3 separate regions of the Mus musculus genome follow, and regions 2 and 3 are each linked to region 1. The links are chromatin contacts, called in public HiChIP or PLAC-seq and capture Hi-C maps. All regions are on one chromosome and are shown on one strand. The core of a region is the stretch at or near the end of the contact, and the rest is flanking DNA. Distances in the headings are between cores, read along the strand shown. Region 1 has its middle 35 kb from the start of 1700018B08Rik. Region 2 overlaps Gm33199 (a long non-coding RNA gene). Region 3 overlaps Irf8 (interferon regulatory factor 8).

Evidence for each region. HiChIP or PLAC-seq counts read pairs in DNA pulled down with a chosen protein or histone mark. Capture Hi-C pulls out chosen DNA fragments and counts their contacts.
Region 2: a contact with region 1 is called in an H3K27ac HiChIP or PLAC-seq map of large pre-B cells, with 4 times the contacts expected there. The contact joins two enhancer-like sites. A contact is called at or near these places in 2 of 115 datasets of contacts at active chromatin or transcription factors (embryonic basal ganglia and large pre-B cells) and 1 of 9 other capture datasets (embryonic stem cells).
Region 3: a contact with region 1 is called in a capture Hi-C map of embryonic stem cells, with 3 times the contacts expected there. The contact joins two enhancer-like sites. A contact is called at or near these places in 8 of 39 promoter capture datasets (the 3T3-L1 cell line, the SN4741 cell line, embryonic stem cells and 4 more), 1 of 115 datasets of contacts at active chromatin or transcription factors (large pre-B cells) and 2 of 9 other capture datasets (adipose tissue and embryonic stem cells).

Annotation. Positions count from the first base shown.
Region 1 is chr8:121,507,584-121,511,601 of GRCm38.p6, forward strand. No RefSeq gene overlaps it. Among named protein-coding and RNA genes, the nearest start is that of 1700018B08Rik, 35 kb to the right of the region's middle. Within about 2 kb of position 2,203, at least 5 of the 459 cell types and tissues checked have an H3K27ac peak or open chromatin away from gene starts, as enhancers often do.
Region 2 is chr8:120,794,089-120,798,104 of GRCm38.p6, forward strand. It overlaps Gm33199 (a long non-coding RNA gene), which reads left to right. Exons shown (of 2, transcript XR_388109.3): 2 at 1-1,286. Among named protein-coding and RNA genes, the nearest start is that of Gm33199, 9.1 kb to the left of the region's middle. Within about 2 kb of position 2,338, at least 38 of the 459 cell types and tissues checked have an H3K27ac peak or open chromatin away from gene starts, as enhancers often do.
Region 3 is chr8:120,744,595-120,748,382 of GRCm38.p6, forward strand. Irf8 (interferon regulatory factor 8) reads left to right here. Exons shown (of 9, transcript NM_008320.4): 4 at 1,026-1,114; 5 at 2,609-2,714; 6 at 3,705-3,752. Among named protein-coding and RNA genes, the nearest start is that of Irf8, 10 kb to the left of the region's middle. Within about 2 kb of position 1,512, at least 41 of the 459 cell types and tissues checked have an H3K27ac peak or open chromatin away from gene starts, as enhancers often do.

The DNA of each region.
Region 1 (4,018 bases), core at 953-3,452:
GCCATATTCTTGAGGGAATCGACATCATCCTTTGCCGATCTTAGTTCTGGGTCAGCCTTCTTTCCAGTAGCTGGGCAAAGCTGCTAATGGAGAAGGAGATACCAGAGGGACGAGGCAGAAGCCAGGTTTGCACAGTCCTGTTTGGGCCTGTTCGACCCCGCCTTTCACACCACCAGACACGTGGTTGACCCGTGACCTGGATCTTGTTCCTGTCACTCAAGAGTTCTGGTAAATCCAAGTAAATTTCCCTTTTTAAGCCCCGCTAAAATGTGTATTTATCAGGGGCTAGAGAGATGGCACTGGCTGTTCTTGCAGAGGATCTAGTTTTGGTTCCCAGCGCCCACACAGTAACTCACAACTGACTATAACTCTGGTTCCAGGGGATTCCATATCCCCCTTTTGGCCTCCATAGGATCTAGATGCACACATGGTGCCCAGACATATGTGCAGACAGAAGACTCATCCGTGGTATGGTGGTGGTGATGGTGATGATGGTGGGTGATGATGGTGGGTGGTGGTGGTGGTGGTGGTGGTTGAGACATCGTCTCTCTGTGTAGTCCTGGTTGTCCTGGAACTCTCTCTGTGTAGAGCAGGATCTGCCTGCCTCTGACTCCCAAGTGTTAGGATTAAAGGCATGATCCGCCACACCTGGCTGATGCCTACTTTCAATCCTAAGAAAGGTGGATCTCTGTGAGATCAAGCCAGCCTGATCTACATAGCAAGTTCCAAGCCAGTCAAAGCTACATAGTGAGACCCTAAAGGAGGAAGAGGAGGAGGAAGAAGAGAAAAAGGAGGAAGAGGAGGAGGAGGAAGAAAAGGAGGAGACAACGTACAAAATTAAAATCATTTTTAAAAAAATTATTTACTGGGGCTGGTAAGATGGTTCAGCGGGTAAGAGCACTGACTGCTCTTCTGAAGGTCCTGAGTTCAAATCCCAGCAACCACATGGTGGCTCACAACCATCTGTAATGAGATCGGACACCCTCTTCTGGTGCATCTGAAGTCAGCTATGGTGTACTTACATATAATAATAAATAAATCTTTGGGCCGGAGCGAGCAGGGACTGAGCGAGCAGAGCCAACCAGGGTGAGCGGGGTTGGCTAGAGCGAGCAGAGGTCCTAAATTTAATTCCCAAAACCAGATGAAGGCTCACAACCATCTGTACAGCTACAGTGTGTACTCATATACATAAAGTAAATAAATAAATCAAAGTTATTTGCCATCTTGTTTTTAGACTTGCTCATGTGTGCAGGGATGCTTGCCTGTGTGTGCCTACCCTCTCCACTTATTTTTTTCTCTCTTTTTTTAAGACAGGGTCTCAACCTAGAGCCTGCCATCTTGCCTAGACTAGCAGTCCTGTGAGCCCTGTGGATCTGGTCTCTGCCTGCCCAGCACTGCTGTCATAAGAATGTGCCATCACACCTGGCTGTTCCCAGGAGCTGGGGTCTAAGCTTATGCCCCGTGCTTCTGCAGAGAGCCCTCTGTCTTAGTTAGGGTTTTGTTGCTTTGAGGAGACACCATGACCACGACAGCTCTTATAAATGGCTTTAATTGGAGCTGGCTTCCAGTTCAGAGGTTCAGTCCATTATCACCATGGCGGGAAGCGTGGCAGGCCTGGTGCTGGGGACTGAGCCAAGAGTTCTACTCCTTCTCCTCAGCAGCAGGAGACTGTGTCACACTGGGCATAGCCTGAGCATGCAACAGACCTCAAAACCCCTAGAAGGAACCTCTCCCCTGACCCAGTACCTTTGAATCTGCTTTCTTGGACCTAGCTCATACACACACACACACACACACACACACACACACACACACACACACACACCTTCTCCCACGTACAAGACCCATAGAGCCCCAGGGTCCAGCCAAAAGCAAGAGGTAGAACCTGCTCCATGTGGCCCCAGAGCAACAGCAGTCCTCTTAGGACAAATCATATGTCTATGTGTGACAGTGGAAAGTGGGGGGAGCTGTGTGACCCCTGTTCCTCCCCTGAGTCCTGGATCAACCACTGCTTCTAGCGCCCATGAAAGCGGGTTGGGGAGAAGCCCGGTGAAGTGTCCTGAACCACCCTTGAGCCCCTGCATACAAATGGGGCTTGTCCATGAGAAGTCACCCCTGCTGAGACACCCTTACCCAGAACTGCTGCGGCTGCAGATGCAGGCACTATGACATGTATCTGCTGGGGTGCAGATCCTCCTGCAGGGGAACTCCTGTGTGACAGTATGTCCTGTGTTAGCATTCACAGCCCACAGCCCACAAGTGCACATCTGTAGAAGCTCAGTAAACCAGGCTGCCACTCTCGAGTGCTTCACACCCTGGGGACCCTGTCCTCACATCTGATGTCAGCGAAGGCTCCAGGACAGAGAGAGCCAGTAGGAAGAAATGAAGAAATTAGCCTGTGACTTGGGAGGCCCACAAGCCGGAGCTGCACAGGCTGGGAACACTGCAGGTGCTGTGTGGCTGTCCAACCAGGGATCTTCCACCTTGGGGACGTCTGGCCCTTACTTAGAGGTTGTCACCTGACTAGATGAGGTCTACTCCTCCAGAGAAAAGCTCTATGCCATACAGAAAGCCAACAGGCCACAGCAGTGACAACCAGGTTGGCGTGTGACGGTTTCACAGCTGGCCCTGACTCAGCATACTGACCAACCACCACACAGCCCATCACAGTCTCAGCCAGGTATCAGAGCCCATGGAGGCCTCAGAGCAGCTTGAGCTGATGCGCAAGACTTCTCTCAGAGACACAGTGTCTCCAGCATGTGCTGGCTTGCAGTCTCTCGCCTGCTGTCTTAGCCACGGAGCGATCCTTCCTTAGGAGGCCCTCATGCAGGACACAAACCGTAAGTGATGGTTTGATGTGTCTGAGTACTCTCATCAGAAGAACCACCCTGACAGCTTAAAACCTGCCGTCTCACAACGCCAGTCTCCAAAGATCACAATGGCCTTCTCCAAACGTTACAATGTTTCCAAACAACAAAACAAAGCCTCGAGCGCTGTGTTTTAGGTACCTCATGTTCATCTTTCTATGACGAGCTTAACTAGGGGCTAGGGCAGTGGTTCAGTGGGTAAAGCGCTTGCCACACAAGCAGAGGACCTGAGTTTGATCCCCAGCACGCACATAAAGAACTGGATGTGATGGGCGGGTCCCTGAAACTCACTAGCCAGACAGTCTTGCCAAATCAGAGAGCTCCAGGTTCAGGGAAACCTTGTCTCACAAAATAAGGTGGGACCAGCATGCTAAAGGGGCTTGCCACAAACCCTAGAGACCTGAGTTTCAATCCCGGGATTCCACAACAGGAAAGACCCAATTCCCAAGTCCTTTGACCTCTACACATGATAGATAGATAGATAGAGAGAGAGACAGATAGATAGATAGATAGATAGATAGATAGATACAGATACAGATATAGATATATACATAGATATGTATTCGTATATATATATATATAAAGGTAGTAATTTTTTTTAATATATAAGGTGGAGAATAACTGAAGGAGACAATGGATATCGATCCATGGCTTCCATGTACAATACACATCTACATACATGCTTGCCATATACACAAACACATGCATTCACCACACACACAAACACATACATATACCACACACACACAAACACATACATGTACCACACATACAAAATTACTCGAGTCGAGAAGAAGGATCAACAAAGACATCATTTGTTTGAAAATGCCATATAAAATCCAATATTTTGTCTGTACCTATTGAGGACAGAAACACACACAGCCCGTGTGTGGAAATCCAGAGGACAACTCCAGGGGGTCAGCCCTCTCCTTCCACCTTGTGGCTGGGGTCCCAGGGATGGAGCTCAGGTTGGCAGACCTGTCAGCAAATGCCTTTACTTAACTGAGCCACCTTGATAATCCTACGTGCTAACTTAAAAGTTAAAAAAAAAATTAAATCCATTCACTAGGTGTCCAGAGTCCTAGCACTCATACAACCTACCTGGGATGCTTGACAAGATCCTGTCAAAATGCGAATAAATAAGTAAATAA
Region 2 (4,016 bases), core at 1,088-3,587, 710 kb before region 1:
GCATTCAGACTTGAGGCTGGATGGCCTGTGGCCAGTAGCTTGGGGTCTTTATTCTTTCTATTTCTCTGGAGAGGCAAGGGGCTGGTTTCCCCAGTATCTTCTGCAGAGGTCAGGTGCAGACTCTCCTCACAAACACATTGCCTTGTGTCCTGGAGAGGTGGCCTGGCATGTCACCCTATCATAACCCACCCCTGTCATATTCCTGGCTTGACATCTGTTGCCTAGTGAACCAACTCAATGCAGGAGGCAACCCACCACCCAAGTCCCCAGGAAGCAGCTGGCTTGAAGCTTGGGGGTCTGGAGCTGCAGGTTCAAATTCCATCTCTGCTCCTCGCTGCCACAGGACCTGTCTCAGTTTCCCTACCTGTACTGGCCTCTTGTGGGGACGAGCTGGTGTTTACACTCACAGATGACCTGCCTCAATGAGCAAATGGTATTATTACCATCCTGGTCCCAGACAGGGAAACTGAGGCCTGGAGGAAGGGAGTGAATGTCACTGTGGCAGAGAGGGGCCAGCTCCGATCCCCCTCGCCAGAGAAATTGCTCCTAGCAAGCTGGTGACTGCCAAGAGCCTGGCATAGCCTGGGCTTTTTACATCTGCTGTTCCTTTCTCAGCCACCCCAGACTCCGTGGAGCGGGGCAGCTCGCACAGCCTGCCTGGCTCTTGAGTAAAGGAATGGAAGTCTTTGTCCCACTGTGCACACTGCGGGGCTGGCTGGCTCCCCTCACACAGATCTCACCACTGGATAAGTCCTTTCTATGTTCCTGGGCCGGCAGAGAGTGAAGCCCAGTTGTATGGCGTTGGGGACAGGGCTGGACAACCCTGATCCATTCCCTGTTTGGACAGGAGGCCTGGGCCTTACTGAGGTAACTCAAGTCTCTCCTGTTCTCACTTTGAAATGCAGGATTTTTTTTTCTTCTTTTTAGAAAAGTTTCCCCCAAGGCTACCCCCAGGAAAAGCATCGGACATGTTGTGGCTTTGGGATATGAATGGCTCATGCGGGCCATGCTTCTCTCTGACTCATGGCTTTGAGAAACATATCTGGTCACCTCTGAGGATAGAAAAATCCAAATGTAATGGATGAGTCTGAGAAACAAAACAAACAGAAAGAGCATGAAGTTGAAGGCGAGCCACCTGTCTTGACATGGGGCGAGGGGATATTCCTCTGCTCTTTGGGGACACCTTCAGCTCCCACATTCACAGGGCCATAAAGCCTGAAGCACTGTCCTCTCTGAAGTCATCTTGGAGGATTAATGGAAAAAATATACATTTTTCTAGAACCTTCTCCCATACCTGGGTGCCTAGAAATCCTGGGGGTAGTTGGGTGGATTGGTGTGACTGAACCCTAACTTGTTCTAGCAGGTTCCCCCCACAGTTAACTGTCTAAGTGACCTGGGAGAGCTCCTGAGAGTTGGGGTCCCCCTTTCTTCTTTGTGGAGTGGAGGTTCCTTGGTGGAGAGCGGGTACCATGCCTGGCCTAGTAACTGTGGCCCTCGCCATGCCCCGGAGTTGACTAGGTGAGATTAATAGAGACAGTGAGAGCTGTCAGAGTTTGGTCCAAGGCAGTCCTGCTCGCTTGCCGTTTAAAACTGAAAGACAAAACAAAACGCTGAGAGATGCCCAGAGAAATGGAGGCTGGATTTGCTGTGTGAACATTAAAGTTCCTTCAGTGTGTGCTGGCGACGGAGGGTGGGAATGGGGTTGTTCCCAAGGTATGAGGCTCTGGCCGTATGGCTGTCAGTCCCCTGACTCACATGCCCCTGGACACAGATGTGCTCATCAACTGTTGAGTGACAGGGGATGATACGTGAGCTCTTTGTCATGGTGGGAAGGGAAGGGGACAAGGGTCTGACCTCTGACCTCTGTTCTCAGGGCTTTCCTCCAAGCCAGTCTGGTCATAATCAATCAGTGCTTATCGCATCGGATAAAGGGACGGCTAACAGGGGTGGCTGGCCTTGGCCTCTGTGGCAAGTTCTTGCCCAGCTTTCTTTTTCTTTTTCGTTTTCATTTTCTCTCTGACCCTGGCAGTATGTCACAAAGTCCAGATGATAACTGGGGCGAGGCCATAAAGACAGGGTGAGTCTCAGGCAAATGCTTGGTGAGGACACCGGCTGGGGAGCACTGGGGACAGTCTTACTCCAGGGTCTGTGCCTCACCAGTCTCCTATCCTGGGGTATGCAGAGACCTCTTTTCTGCCCAGCTAATTCCTGTGACCCCCCCTCCCCACCGCTACCATCAGCCTGTCTGTGGACTCATGCCAATCCCAGGTTGTGTGCCTCTATGTGTGCCTCAGACTGTGGTCTGAGCAGGAGCCTTAGGAGGCCAGCCTGGTAGTGTGGCCTGGAGGATGCCAAGGGCAGCAGCGCCCTCTGCTGGTCACTCCGGCTCTCCTCTTCCCCAAGTTTCCTCAGCTGCCTGGCTGTCTGGCTGTCTTAACCTTGGATGTGCAGCCTCTGGGGCCTGTGGAGAAAGTCCAGGAGACAGGTCTGTCAAAGAAATGACCCCAGAGTTGTGATCTTGGGTATCTTTTCCCAGGAAACCTCACAGGGTCACTGGGACTTGCCACCTCCATGTCGAGTGGGTGGTCCTACAGTTGGGGCAGTGATGCCACAGGTAGTAGCTTTCAATACATACAGTGCGGGGCAGAAAGCCACTCAACCCATGTTCCTCCTGCTCCCAGCGGGAACAGCAGCACCAGGCACCTGCCACTGGGCTGTGACCAGACTGCTTATATTGTGTTTTTTTTTCCTTTAATCTACAGAAATGCAACTTAGTATCACTCATGTGACCACATGTCATGGGATCTGGAAGAGAGAAGAGACAGACCCGTGTGCTGGGAGACATGGGGGAAGGCTTGGGGGGCTTCGACTTTAATCTGGTCGTCTGTGGTGGAGACAGAAAGGGATTCTGGCTGATGCCACCTGTTCCTCTGGTTCTCTCTTTGGTGCTGTTGCTACCTACTGTGCACAGAGGACACTGTGCCTACCTACTGTGCACAGAAGACACTTGCTATCTATTGTGTGCAGAGGACATGTTGCCACCTACTGTGCGCATAGGACACTGTGCTACCTACTGTGCATAGAGGACACTATGCTATCTACTGTGCTCAGAGGACACTGTTGCCACCTACTGTGTGCAGAGGTCACTGTTGCCACCTACAGTGCGCAGAGGATGCTGTGGCTACCTACTGTGTACAGAGGACACTATTGCTACCTACTGTGTGCAGAGGACACTGTTGCTATGGACTGTGCAGAGGACACTGTGGCTACCTACTATGTGCTGAGCCATGCTTAGAATCTGCATTTTTTTTTGTTTGTTTTTGTTTTGGCTCCTGTGTCACACTTCAGCACGAAGCACAGAGATTCACGTGTGAGGGACGCAGCACACATGTGACAGATGGCAAATGTCCCAGGGACCTTCCTTCTGTCCCACAGAGAGGTGCAACCCTCCACCCTGCACCCTGCCTGCCTCTCACCCACCCGGGCCGGCTGGCAGGAAAGTCCCTGCTGGTTTCTTTTTCTTGCCACTGAAGGAGGCAACAGGTGTGCTTTTCTGAAACTCATGGCCCAGTTAATTTTACACAGCAAGCGAGAGGAAAATGACGGTGTGGGGTGGGTGTCACTGGGCACAGTGAGAAGCCTGATTTTACCACTGGACAGATGCCATCAGACTGGGACCAGACAGAGGGACTGGGTCTGTTGCTGGTGGCTGTCAATACAAGAGCCCTTCGATTCTGGTTTCCCATTTTAAGATGAGGGGGTGGACAGAGTGATGCTGGAGGTCTCTCCCAGAATGCACTTGTGTATGTCCACCTCCTGGTCCTCTTCCTTCTCATTTTATGTCCCAGCTGCAGACGACATTCATACCAGAGTATGGAGGTATTTGTTTGTTTTTTTGTGACATGGAGACACACAGCAGGTAATGTGTATTGTAGAGCTCCCAGCATCCTTTGCATCTTCTCTGTCAATTCTACCCCTGGCCCACGTGGGTGCCGTATCTGAACTGTATCCTCTGT
Region 3 (3,788 bases), core at 262-2,761, 760 kb before region 1:
TTTCAGAGCCCTGCTCCCCCAGGACCAGCCAGGCTTGATCTGGTTAATGACCCTGACTTGTTTATAGTGTGGGTGGAGCCCCCTCACCTGCAGGTTTGGGGGTGAAGGAGAGGCAGAAGGACATAGCATTTGCATGGCATTTGTCTTGGTATACTGTACTGTGAAGTTGAGTGGTTTGCCTGCCTCTCTGGCTGGCTGGGTGGGTGGGTGGGGCTCTCAACCTCTGCTTGCCCAGCCATGGCTTCTAGGTGAGTCTCTCCACCTGGATGAAGCAATGGGGAGAGATGATACAGGTTCCTGGGGGTGGGGAGCCTGGCGGGGGGTGGGGGTGGGGGGCGGAGGGGTTATTGTTCCTGCTGTGTCTCATGGAGGTTAACTTCCTGAGGCAAATGTACCCAGGGAAGAGGTACAAAGTGGGTCAGCACCCATCTGGACCAGGATACTGGCCGATGAAAGCATTGGTCCCCTGGGAGGCAGGCAGAGGCTGTGAAATGTCATGTGTGTGACTTCCCCATGTGGCACGTATACACACACACACACACACACACACACACACACACACACACACACACACACGCACACACGCACACACGCACATGCACACGTATAAAAGGGCAAAAAGATTTTCTGTTACCTGGCACTCCCTACCTTCCAGGAAATCTCTGGGTGTTTGATAAAAACCCAGCCTAGCAAACTTACCTTCAGTATATGGGCCATAAATGCCTGGTATAAAATGCACCCGGTGGGGTTCAGATAGAAGGAAGAAGCCAAAGTCTGGCGCTTGTCCTTCACAAGCCAGTGTTTACAACCCCTCCACCACCCACCACTTCTCCCTTTTTGACTTGGCAGATCAGATGACCCGGCCATGAGAAGCAAGGGCTGAGCCTTTCCCAAACCTTCCAGCAGCTGCTGGTCAAAACCAGCGAGGACGCTCACTACTCCCGTTTCCTTAATTCAGCATTTTAAGAAAAGGTTGCAGTGTGCTCGGCTGCCCTGGGTCATGGTGTCTGTCCCCTTTCCCATAGGCAAGCTGGGCGTGGCACCTGCAGGCTGCATGAGCGAAGTTCCTGAGATGGAGTGTGGCCGCTCAGAGATTGAGGAGCTGATCAAGGAAGTGAGTGGAGGGGGTCTCAGGCGTCTTCCAGGGAGGATGGGACATTGCTTCTAACCCTCAGAGGCACTGAGAGCCTCAGGCTCTGCAGGGAAGTGAGGGACACCCCAGCTACCTCCCCAGGCCAGCCTCCCTTTACTGGTCAGGCCCTGCCCATCCAAGCATAGTTAAACCCATTGAATAGCAGCTTTGAAGGTCTCCATGGAGTCTTAGCCTTGTTTCTTAGCCAAGCTTCATATGGAGGTCTCCATCGCTTCTGGTCATCCCGTCGGCCCTCATGGTAACTAGATGGCTTGCTTTTCAAGACACAGGTTTTATTCCTGAGTGTGTTATAAGATTGGATGACTGAGGCCCGTAGGATCCACTAAAGGTGGTGGGGACCAGCCTGTGGCTCAGCGCTCACCTATCGTGTACGACAGTTCCCAGCAGCATACACAAAACACACATCTTAGAATAATCCCCCATCACATGCATGGTTGGCAGCCTGGAACTGAAGGCTCAGTGGGCTCCGTTTAAGTTAAACAGATGGCTTTTTTGTGTGTCTGTTTTTAGCCTTTATATTGTGTCTGTACAAGGTGGGGTTTCCATAGCTGAAACAACCCTTTAAGCTTATATAAGCAAGATGAGGTCTCTTTAGACGGCAGCTGGCCCAGACCCTGTCACCTCAGCTACTCAGGAGGCGGAGGCAGGAGGGGTTAAGACCTGCTTGAGCTGCAGAATGAATTCAAGGTAGAAAACTTCACGAGACCCTGCCTTGAAATCAAAAGGGGAAAAAGGCTGGCAATGACATAGCTCCGTGGTAGAGCGCTCGCCTCGCGTGCACAAAGTCCCGGTTTCCATCCCCAGCTCAGTGACATCATAAAAATAAAACCAAGACTGTTGTTAGCAACGACACATCAGCTGTGTGGTCTGCAGCATTCTGTGGAGCACTGCAGCCGGCCAGCATCACCTTCCCAAGCTGCCCAGCTCTGCGGCACATGGCCGTTGTGATGTTCTGGGTGGTCTTGGTTCTGTGTCTCCCCCACCCCCACCTTGTCTTGTTTTCGGTATAAGCCTTTACTGCCAACTTGCCTGAGCCAGTAGATGGTGATGATGTCACACCAGGGTCACAAGCAAAGGAGGTTTCAGGACGTCTCCTAATTGGACCCATCCACCACTGAAGGCCCGAGAGCCCTGTGGCTCTCTGAGTGAGATTCTCAGCACAGTAGAATTGGCTTGGTGTCACCCCAGAGGGTTGCCCCAGAACTGGGCTATGTCTCCCAGCATCTGAAGGCCAGTGAACTCTTTCATAGCCAAGGCTAGTCAGGATGCCAGCCCAGTGGGTTTGTAGCTTAGGGTCTGATGAATTGCAAAGGGAAGCTCTGCTTTTCTCTCATGAGATAAAAGTTGTGGATTTAGTTGTGTGTCTGATATTGGGTTTTACAAACATGGGGTCAGGTGAGTGCTGTGCTGGTGACCCGGGACTCAACTGCTCTTTTCTGTCACCTGGGTCTACAGCCTTCTGTGGATGAGTACATGGGTATGACCAAGAGGAGCCCATCCCCACCAGAGGCCTGCAGGAGCCAGATCCTCCCTGACTGGTGGGTCCAGCAGCCCAGTGCAGGTGAGTGTGGCTGTCCGGCACTAGCAACCACTAGGCTCTTTATGTTAGGGTAGGAGGTGCTTGCCACTGCTAGGATCCATGTCCTGTGGAAGGGTCATGAGTCACAGCCGGGGACCGAGACAGCCAAGCTGCAGCCTCTCAGGCAGGCACAAAGGTCTTGGTAGTCATGCATGGTCAGTCCCCTCCTGTAGTCCCCGGAAGCTGAGAGGAGCCTGCCAACATCCCCAAGCCTCAAGGGAGGTCCCAGCTCTCAGCCACCTGTCTCTTCCTGGCTCACTGTCAGGGCAGCCCCAGAGCCAGAGAGAGCCAGGGCGTTAGGAGCGGGAGGGGAGCTCAGTCAGGAATAGGCGTTAGTTTGGAACCACTTTGGGCAGTTTTCATGTCTTGGTGGTGCCTCTTGTTTGCTCATCCATAAAATGGGCCACCAGGACCTGCCTGGTAGGATCCACAAGTTAAATAAAGGATTCACCCCTTTGATAGTATCTGGGAGGTACACCCATGCTGTAGCTACTTAGAGGGTCATTCACCTGGGCCCCTACCTCAGTGTGTGAGCAACTTTTATGGCTCACAGACATCTTGGTTTCCTCTTTTGCCTCTCTCCTGCTAAGACAGGAACTGCTGGGAGGTCTTAACTGGCCTTGCAGGACTGTGAGGTTTCCAGGCTGTGGGTGTTAGTGTCCTGCAAGGGGCCTTGCGCTGCAGGGGTGTGTCTTTGGCAAAACTGCCTGGGACTCCAGCTTCCTTGTGAGACAAGTCCCCAACCATTGTGTATGGTCCTTGGGGTAGCAAGGAAGCTTAGCACAAGGACAGGAACCTGTAGTGCAGAGGAAGTCCCCTCCATCATGGTAGGTTTCTGTGTCTCACGTAGAGTGAGGTCTGCCCACTAATGTTGACACCAGCAGTGTCAGCCTCTCATCTATAGCTCAGGGATACTTGGGTCCTCCCTGCACCAGCCCAGCAAGGCATATCCTTTCTTTTCTCTGCTTACAGGCCTGCCACTGGTGACCGGATATGCCGCCTATGACACACACCATTCAGGTACCAGGGTACTCTGGGAGAGCATGGCACAGGCTC